2 separate regions of the Ovis aries genome follow, and region 1 is linked to region 2. A link is a contact called in public Hi-C data. All regions are on one chromosome and are shown on one strand. The core of a region is the stretch at or near the end of the contact, and the rest is flanking DNA. Distances in the headings are between cores, read along the strand shown.

What was found. A called contact is a pair of places that touch in the nucleus more often than the background predicts.
Region 1: a Hi-C map of skin fibroblasts shows a contact between it and region 2, with 1.9 times the contacts expected there. The contact joins the promoter of APOLD1 here to the enhancer-like site in region 2. A contact is called at or near these places in 2 of 16 Hi-C or Micro-C datasets (skin fibroblasts and tail adipose tissue).

Annotation. Positions count from the first base shown.
Region 1 is chr3:202,721,234-202,726,130 of ARS-UI_Ramb_v3.0, forward strand. It overlaps APOLD1 (apolipoprotein L domain containing 1), which reads right to left and starts at 3,349. Exons shown (of 2, transcript XM_004023473.4): 1 at 3,314-3,349; 2 at 1-1,350. The coding sequence starts at 3,316. The coding sequence ends at 607.
Region 2 is chr3:202,613,365-202,618,707 of ARS-UI_Ramb_v3.0, forward strand. No RefSeq gene overlaps it. Among named protein-coding and RNA genes, the nearest start is that of GPRC5D, 17 kb to the left of the region's middle. Within about 2 kb of position 3,622, at least 10 of the 54 cell types and tissues checked have an H3K27ac peak or open chromatin away from gene starts, as enhancers often do. A contact at or near this core is called in tail adipose tissue, where this site is marked.

The sequences.
Region 1 (4,897 bases), core at 2,099-4,598, 110 kb after region 2:
ATCTGTGAGCAGGGCACGCTGAGAGAGAAGGGGGCACATATCAGCGGGAGGTGCCTCCCTTGGGTCCTGAACCCTCCTACACAGTTCAGAGCCTGATTAGCTCTAGATTCTGGAGTTCTTCATACTCAGAAACTCTGCCAGAGGTTTTAGAGCTAGTGTCGCTTCTCACGGGTGTTTTTGAGGATCTCAAAGCCTAGTGGGGCTCGAAGAGGACCCAGAGGGTGAGGATGTCTGCACGGCTCTCCAGCCTCGGCTCAAATCACCCGCCGAGGCAGGGACAGGCACGTTGCGACAACTTTAAATCAAGAGTGCCCAAGGGTGTGAAGACGGAACGGTTATGATAAAATATAAAATACTTTTCAGGTCATATATCCCACTAGGATCAGGGAGGTAAAAGTCCCTAGCACTCAGCCCCTGGGAGGATGTCAGTGATGGGTAAAGGAGAGTTGGGAGAACACACTCCCAATCCCCATCCTCGAATAGTTGTTCTCATCCTTTGCATTCAGCTCCTAGCCCAACTTCGTGTTTTCCTGAGGGAGATACAAGTATGGAGCATCCCATGGGGATGATTTTCTGGCTTCAGTCAATAGATGGGAAAAGATGTTTTCAGAAAAACTGCCCCGTGGGCCGGTCAGCCGAGATCTTGAGGTCGTGGCCGCGGCTGCTCTTCGTGTAGAGCTGGACTCTGAACTCCAGCTGCTCGCTCAGCTCGTCCAGAGCCCGGGTGCAGGACTCCAGGCTCTCGGCCAGTTTCTGAATCTTGGCCTTTAGCACCGCCTGGCTAACCCTGGTGGCCCCCTCGGCCCGCCGGGGGACGAGGAAGCCGCGGGAGCCAAAGAAGACGATGAAATATACCGAGTTGTACAGCGCGATGGAGGCGTTCCTCCCGCACTGCAGCAGCTGGCGGTCTCCGCCGCCCTGCCCACGGCAGAAGAAGTCGAGGCAGCTCAGCATCTCGCGCATCTGGTCCTGGCAAGTGGCCGCGATCTCCTGCACGCGCCGCAGCTCCCGAGAGTTGCAGAAGATCAGGGAGAGGTCGGACGTGATGGTGACGGCCCCGCCGGCGGTGGCCACCCCCAGCCCCACGGCCGACGCCAGCAGCGAGACCCCCAGGGTGACGGGGCTGAGCGAGAGTCCCACGATGGCGGCCACAGCGCCCGCCGCGCTCAGCGAGCTGCCGGCCACGTTGGCCGCCAGGGAGCGCCGGCGTAGGCGCTCTAGGCGCCGGGCCACCTCGCGCAGACGCAGTAGCTGGCCGTGCAGCCGGCCGCGGCGGTCCAGCAGCAGCCCCTGGAAGCGTCGCAGAGCATCCGCGCCCTGCAGCTCCCGGGCCGCCGGCCTCTCCATGTCCTGCGGGGATGAGACACGCGGTTAGCCCGAAGTCGAGCGCAACAGCTACGGCCACCCAAGGGGTAAAGGGTCATTTTCCAGTGAGTCATGTGTCAGGTTCTCAAAGACCCGTTCTGTCATCTGGGACAAGTCCTCCACTTCCCAGGACCTTAAATCCGAGTAAGCCAATAGGAATAATGCTCTCGTCCACTTTTCTCCCAGGGAATGCCAAGGATTGATTTTTTTTTTAATTTGTTAAATAAGGGAGTGGTGCTATTAATATTTGGAGAAAAAATGGCAACCCACCCCAGTATTCTTGCCTAGAGAATCCTGTGGACAGAGGAGCCTGGTGGGTTGCTGTCCATAGGGTCACACAGAGTTGGACACAACTTAAGGGACTTAGCATGCATGCACGCATGCATTGGAGAAGAAAACGGCAACCCACTCCAGTATTCTTGCCTGGAGAATCCGAGGGACAGAGGAGCCTAGTGGGCTGCCATCTATGGGGTCACAGAGTCTGACACAGCTGAAGCCACTTAGCAGAAGCAGCAGCAGCTATTAATATTATAAGTAAAGTAAGTAAAGTCACTCAGTCGTGTCCAACTCTTTGTGACCCCGTGGACTGCAGCCCACCAGGCTCCTCAGTCCATGGGATTCTCCAGGCAAGAATACTGGAGTGGGTTGCCATTTCCTTCTCCAGGGGATCTTCCCGACCCAGGGATCAAACCCGGGTTTCCTGCATTGCAGGCAGACGCTTTAACCTCTGAGCCACCAGGGAAGCCCTATAATTAATATTATAAGTCTACTGCAATACTGAAGGGCTTCCCAGGTAGCTAAGTGGTAAAGAATCAGCCTGCCAATGCAGGAGATGCAGGTTCAATCCCTGGGTGGGGAATATCTCCTGGAGAAGGAAATGGCTACCCACTCCTGTATTCTTGCCTGGAGAATTCCATGGATGGAGGAGCCTGGCAGGCTACAATCCATGGGATCAGAAAGAGCCACCCAGGACTGAACAGGCATGGAATACTGAGCCCTAATCTCTGAAAGATGACATGTGGCAAGCAGTAGGTTGTACCCCTTTACAAAGCCCTTTCCTTACAAGAAGACTAAGATCTTAAGAGTTTTGCAATACAGTTTTTTCCCCTCTCTGATGAGTGAAAAAGACGAATCACCAAAAACTCAAAAAGCATCTATCAAATGTAAGAAACTAATTTTTCTAAGTTAGATGCTCACCTGAAGCAACTCTACTGCTTGTTATTTTTCCCAGCTCTTATCTTAGAATCAAGCCTAAGATTACTTAGGCTTGTGCTATTTCTTCTAACTAGAGTTCATCAGGTCTTCAGAAATCTCACTCTTTGATACATGCTTAATTAAAAGTAAATTACACTAGCACCAGTATGTTCCTTTATGATGAAAGCTCCCTTTAAAAATGAGTAGCAATTGAACAGAATTTTAAAAGGGACCACAATTTTCATTGAACAGCTCACTGAGGGCTACCCTTGTCCCGAGCTGAACGGAAGCCAATTGAAGATGACTAACAGAGAAAACTGTACATCCTGAGTAAAAGTACATCCTTTCTAGTTGCCAAAGATTTCTCCCTTCATAGCCATTGTACATCTCATTATTAGGAACTTCTCAAAAGTGACAAAGCTATAGAAATCCAACATTTGACCACTGTGAGATATCAGAACAGAAATCATTCTCATGTGGAAGGTGAGGAAATTGAAACATAGACAAGTTCTACCTGCAGCTGATACTTCACAGAGCTCAGTGTAGAATCTTGGTCTCTAGACTCCTAGATCTTAATTTTATTAGCATGCCTCCATAACTGTACCCACCACTGACAAATTGCCAGATAAGGACACCTCTGAGCAAAAACGAGGCAAAATTACTCAAAATATATTACGGACCAAGGATACAATCCCAGTATTACCAGTCCAGTGGCTATTTTTTCAGATAGCATCCCTCTGGTCTCCCCACTTACCATTCACTTCTGGCTATCTCCAGGAAAGAAGAATCTGAGGCTGTTTCTGGATGAGCAAGCTTTATAGTTCCAGAGAGCCAATGACGGCCCTGGGAAAGCCTTGTCTTTTCTGAGAACTTGCCATTTCCTGTCCTGGCCCCTGCTGCCTTCATCCAGAAGGATATGACATGGTGGAAAATGACCCGCCAGCCTCGCAGCACATCCCGTATTTAGGAAATGAACATTGTGTGTTCGCTTTCCCCCAAACGCAGGAAAAGAACCACAGGCTCTTCCCCAACTTGAAACAAGTGCTGTCATTGTCCCGGGGGGCATACTCTGCCTTCCCTTTCCTGAAAATAGCTAATGACGTTATCTGAGAGGACATAAAACGCACCCCAGGCTGACCAATTATAGTGTTTCTCGGGAGGCCACCAGTACACAACCACTTTTTAAAAAGAAAAAGGGAAGAGACTCTTTTATGTCTGATAGAGCCACTCGCAGTCCACTCCTGTATTTTTTTTAAAAAAAGCATCTTGAATCTGAACACTTGAAACACGTGATTCAGTAGGCGCGCAACCTTCAGAATGCAAAGCCACGCCCACAGGAAGTGCTGCGTGCAGTTTTGAGCATCTCCAGCTGCGGAGAAGCTCTTGGAGGTCTCAGAAAGGGCACACCTCGGGCCAAATGCGTCAGAAAAATCAGTGGGGTCAGGCTGCACGAGGAGCTAATTACACACTTTCAACAGCAGCGGAGATTCTGTTTCCTGGGTTTTCAGGGGAAGCAACCACTGAAGCCCAGGCAATAGTTATATGAGTGCATTCTACCCCCACGGAATGAAGCACCGGCTGAAGGGCAATATTCTGGATCATTCAGGAGAGGAAAACAAGGATAGCGTCTGTGGATGCTTTCTGGGACATTCAGATAGGTGTTGGCTGTTCAGCCAGGAAGACTCCTACCACAGATTCCCAGATACGAATTATTGTCTCAACTCTCTGGTTCGTCTGGAAAGCCTTAGCAACCATATCTTTCTTGAACACAAGTCCCCCACCTTTATAAGTAGACATGGTATTGAGGAACACAACCCAGTTTATTGCTACTCACAATCATGGGCCTTTTGAACTTGCTTTTTCTGAATCTGACCCATGTCCAAAAATTCTGGTTACAGCTCCTCACAGGATAAACATAACCCTCAGTCAGACACCTTCAGTGCCTGCCTGTGCTTTTGAGGCAAGAGGTGGGAAAATGTCTTCCACTGAACCCACAGACGTAGTCATACAAATGGAATGCAAAACGGGGTGAATTGGGCAGACGGTCAGGCGGTGGGCGTGGGGGGGCGGGGGATGGCGGAGGGCGTGGCTTCGGCGGTGGTAGAGTAGGCAGGGAGTGAGACAATGTACCCTGATTCTCCAACTCTCATTTGCTCCTCCAGCTTCCCTGGACGTTTTCTTGCGTTTGGGGTTTTGTTGTTGTTTAGTCACTGAGTGGTATCTGTAGCATGCCAGGCTTCTCTGTCCATGGGATTCTCAGGCAAGATTACTGGAGTGGGTTGCCATTTCCTTTCCCAGGGGATCTTCCAGACCCAGCGATCGAACCCTCGTCTCCTGC
Region 2 (5,343 bases), core at 2,372-4,871:
AATTAAAAGACACTTACTCCTTGGAAGAAAAGTTATGACCAACATGGACAGCCTATTAAAAAGCAGAGACATTACTTTGCTGACTAAGGTCCATCTAGTCAAGGCTATGGTTTTTCCAGTAGTCATGTATGGATGTGAGAGTTGGACTGTGAAGAAAGCTGAGCACCAAAGAATTGATGCTTTTGAACTGTTGTGTTGGAGAAGACTCTTGAGAGTCCCTTGGACTGCAAGGAGATGCAACCAGTCCATTCTAAAGGAGATCAACCCTGAGATTTTTTGGAAGGAATGATGCTAAAGCTGAAACTCCAGTACTTTGGCCACCTCATGTGAAGAGTTGACTCATTGGAAAAGACTCTGATGCTGGGAGGGATTGTGGGCAGGAGGAGAAGGGGACGACAGAGGATGAGATGGCTGGATGGCATCACCGACTCGAATGATGTGAGTTTGAGTGAACTCCGGGAGATGGTAAGGGACAGGGAGGCCTGGCGTGCTGTGATTCATGGGGTCGCAAAGAGTTGGACACGACTCAGCGACTGAACCGAACTGAAGGGAGCACTTATTAAAATTAAAGGGAGAAATTAAAATTTCTTTTTAATGTGAAATTCATCTCTTAATTATTGTTTAAGATTTAAAGATTTGGGGAAAAATGTTAAGGATGTGTATATCTTTCATCAGTGTATAGAGAGGAGGGCTGGCTTTTTAAAATATATGCTACAGAGGGAAAGTGGACTTTACATGTATTTAGGAGAAACTTGTATAGACTTCATCTGCAATTCATTTTTAAATTCCTTAACATCTAATTTAGTGGCGTCATTCCCAGGGCAATTTGTTCCTGGAAAAATTGAGTTTTTCAAGTTTTGTTTTGAATATATAGCTGATTCATACTGAAAGAATGTTTTCTGCGGTTCTGTTCTTATTAAGGGTTTATTTTAAAAGCCCATGGAAATCAACAGAAAAGAAATGAAAAAAATACCTGTGGCAGGAGAAGATCTTATTAATAGAACATAAAGGTCTTTGGGATGGCTAGTCCGTTGGGCTAACAACAATATGTTTTTAAATAGAATTTACATTTCAGCATTCTACCATCTACAGAAGGTTTTCACATCCACTACCTACCTCATTTGATCTATTAGATGGGTTAGGCAATTTATTTGTGTAACTAAGACACTAAGAATCTCATCTAAAATTGAACTTGGGCCACTACATTCTGCTGTTTTTTACAATATAATCTGAACTATAAAATAAAATAGACACACACTCCCAAAAAATCCTTATTTATGAGCAGAGATGTCACTGAAAATTTTCCGAAAAACCTGTGCTTTGGGTTTTAGTTATCGTTGTTATTGCCAGGTCTCGCTGTTGATAATGCATTTTTCTGAATGCCAAAACAACTGGTAGAAAAGGCCATTTAAGAAATAAGAAAGTCAATTTTATGGAAATTGTCAGCTCTGGGAGTCATCAATGCTGTCTGCCAAATGTTTCCAAGCTCTTCTGCCCTCCAGGAACATGGTAGGCTTATACTTTTTGTCCCTTTTGAGGTTGGGTGGGACCATGACACTAATTCTGGCCAGTAAGTTGGAGCAGAAATTATGTCACTTCCAAAGCTGATTCCAGGAAGAAACAATTCATTATTGGTACCAGACTGTCAAAAGTTTTTTCCCTCCACCACAGTGGCAAGCAGAGCTGCAAACAGTGACTGCTCCATCCATCTGGGTTCCATGAGGAACATGCGGTGTGAATAAGAAATAGAACTTTCTTATTGTAAACCCCCAGGTTGTTATTTCAGCTAGCCATGCCCAGCCTGATTGATGCAGCCGATTATTTGGTACCTTGAAGTAAAACAAAGGAGGTACTCGCCTGAATGTTTGACTTTACTACTTGTTATTCCAGTTTTCTTCAAAGGCATCCTTAGATTAAAGAAGAACCACCCTGAACTTGACCGATACAGGCCACACTTCTGTGGCAGGCGTGTGGTTTCACAGCTATCCACGTAATTACACTTCACTGGGACAGCTGCCATCATAAGAACATGCAGAAGATGAAGTGGTAACTTAGAGTCACTGTCTCAGAGACCGAGGGCAAGAAAGACTTCCCGTGGAGGTCAAAGCTTGAGCTCTGTCTTACATGGGAGGGAGGGAGGGCAGAATTCATGGGGAAAGATGTGGGGAATGATACTCAGAGCCGCCACTAACAGGGAGTCTTTGTCCAAGCTAGGAAAACGTGCCCCTTCTGGGTGAGTGATGGGCTTCCCAGGTGGCTCAGATGGAAAGAGTCTGCCTGCAATGCAGGAGACCCAGGTTCAGTCCCTGGGTCAGGAAATGGATAAGGAAATGGCAACCCACTCCAGTATTCTTACCCGGAAAATCCCATGGATGGAGGAGGCTGGCGGGCTACAGTCCATGGGGCTGCAAAGTCAGACACGACTGAGCAACTAACACTGGGTGGATGAATGGGAAGACATGGCTGCAGCACCCATGGATACAGCCTCATGCCAAGCACACTGTGTGGGGAGGGGGGCGGAGCGATGGGGTGTGGGGCTACATAAGTGGAACAGGGTTGAATTCCGACCCCACTCACCATCTCAGCCATGTATCTCTGAGCAGTGCAGAAATCAACAACTATGTGACTGGCTGCAAAGACCCAGGTTTGCAGAGCAGAAAACACCCCCAAGTAACGGTGTTGCTGTTGTTGTTTAGTCGCCAAGTCCAACTCTATCGTAACCCCATGGACTGTAGCCCGCCAGGCTCCTCTGTCCGTGGGATTTCCTAGGCAAGAATACTGGATCAGGTTGCCATTTCCTTCTCCAGAGGATCTTCCCCACATGGGGATCAAGCCTGCAACTCCTGCATCACACGCAGATTCCTCACCACTGAGCCACCTGTAAGAGCGTACCTGCAAGGAAAGCCAAGGCGTTCCGTACTGAATCACACAAAGCGGAAAGCAATAGGAGTTGAGGCTGGAGAGCTGAGCTTCCTGGGCTCACACAGGACTTAGATCCCGAAAGCAGGAACCCAGACATGGGTGCGAAGGGCATTGAACGGAGGGGCCGGCCGACCAGCAGCACTGTGCCAAGTCAAGCTGGAATCTGGGGTGGAGGCACACATGTGTACCCCTGGCACAGGCTTATCAACAAACCCGCCCATGTTTTGAACCCAATGGAAAAAGTTAAAAGCTCTCCAGTCAAAAAAAAAAAAAAAAAAACCTAGAGTTCTTCGTTGCCCAATCTGTTTACACGCCTTTGTCAACCCTCATAAACCCCTGGGAGGAACGTGGCAGCCACAGTAGCCCAGGGACCGAAGCCTGATGGGAAATAATTGTTGCTGTTGTGAAATAAAGCAGGGTCGTGAAACAAACCACGGCAGCCTGTTTTTATAAAACATCTATGTGTTGTGGATCATGGACTTTCTGCATTCTTTTTTTTTTTTTTTTAATATTGTAATCCATCTTGGTGACTGAGGGTCTTGGCGCTCCCTTGAATTTTGTGCTGGAGCTAAGAGCCTCGATCTCCCCACCCGGGCCCCAGCCCTGTGAATGGATCAGATCTGCCTCGTGGGGAAGGGTGGAACAGAGGCTGGAGTGGGAACCCTGGCTGCATGTTAGAATCACTTGGGAAGTTCTAAAAGCTGTCCATGGCCTGACCTCACCACAGACCAATTAAATCAGAATTTCTGGGAGTGGAGCGCAGGCATGTGTATGTTATAAAATCTTTCCAGATGATTCTGTTTGGCAGCAAACCAGGCTTGCAAACCACAGCCTTAAACAGATATTTAGGTTTTAATGTAGGGAATGAGGAAGACAGAGGAGCCAGTATCCTGGCTTGGGTGACTCACAGGACCACGCTTCCAGTTTGCAAAAGAGGGAACCCCAGGTAGAGGGTCCAGGTGGAGAAACAGAGCTGGAGGTGGAGAGGACAATAAATCAGTGGTTTTGAACCAACTGAGTTGGAAGTGGAAGCACCTGAATGAATACAAGGCTGTGAAGTTGCAGTGGAGACAGAAAGGGAGGTTGGGGAGTGAGCTTAGAGGTGGAGATGGGTGATGAAGCAGGAGATGTGATCCTGGCCAGGAGGGGGAGGGGCAGAAGGAAGGGGCCCCAGAATGCCTAGCAGCGAAGAAGGCTGCTCCATCCCTAAGGGCTATCTCTCCTGATGCCTGTGTCTCCATGTCCAGTTTCAGCTTTAACCCTGGGAGGTCTCCACCAAGATCCCTTCAGGGAGGGAACTGGAATCTTGTTTGCAGAACCACACTATGGCTCCCAGACAGGAGAACAGACTGAGAGGCTTCCTATGGATTGAGTTCAAAGGTAGGGAAGGCAAAAAGTAGGGTTTGCCTGGAAGATTGGTGAATTAGGAAAGGTGGACCAAGATGGCTAACTCTCTGATGCCTTTCCCCAGATGTGTGGTGTTGGAGAAGACTCTTGAGAGTCCCTTGGACTGCAAGGAGATCAAACCAGTCATTTCTAAAGGAAATCAACCCTGAATATTCATTGGAAGGATGGATGCTGAAGCTTCCATGCTTTGGCCACGTGTTGTGAAGAGCTGACTCACTGGAAAAGACCCTAATGCTGGGAAACATTGAAGGCAAAAGGACGAGAGGGTGACAGAGGATGAGATGGTTAGATAGCATCACGGACTCATGGACATGAATTTGAGCAAGCTCCCGGAGATAGTGAAAGATAGGAAAGCCTTGCATCCTGCAGTCTACGAGGTCATAAAGCATCAGACACAAGTTAGTGACTGAACAATAAACCTGTCCAGTCAGGAGAATCAGCTGGGATGCCTATTGCAAGTATAACTTTTCATACCTGGACCCCGATCTACTACATCAGACCTTCCAGGAAACGGCCCTGGAATCTGCATTTTTAACAAGCTTCCTTCCCTTGTGGTTCCGCTGGTAAAGAATCCACCTGTAATGCGGAAGACCTGGGTTTGACCCCTGGGTTGGGAAGATTCCCCTGGAGAAGGGAAAGGCTACCCACTCCAGTATTTTGGCCTGGAGAATTCCATGGACTGTATAGTCCATGGGGTCGCAAAGAGTCAGACACGACTGAGCGACTTTCACACTTCACATCACTTCATGTGACTCTTTAGACAGCGTGAGTTTGGGAGGTGCTGCTCTGTAGACAAGAGAAGACTTCCTCTGTGTTCTGGTTTGGAGCGAAGACTGTCCAGGTTTTTCCAATTTGGCTCAAAAAGGCAGAAAGTGATTGCTTTGATATGGCATCAATGGAAAGATTTTATGAGTCAGTCCTGTTCCTGGGAACATTCAAATTCCCTTTGCATCTTCTTCTCTCCTCTTCTCCAGTGTAATGTGCAGCTCAGCCCGAGCCCATCCCTGCCACGTC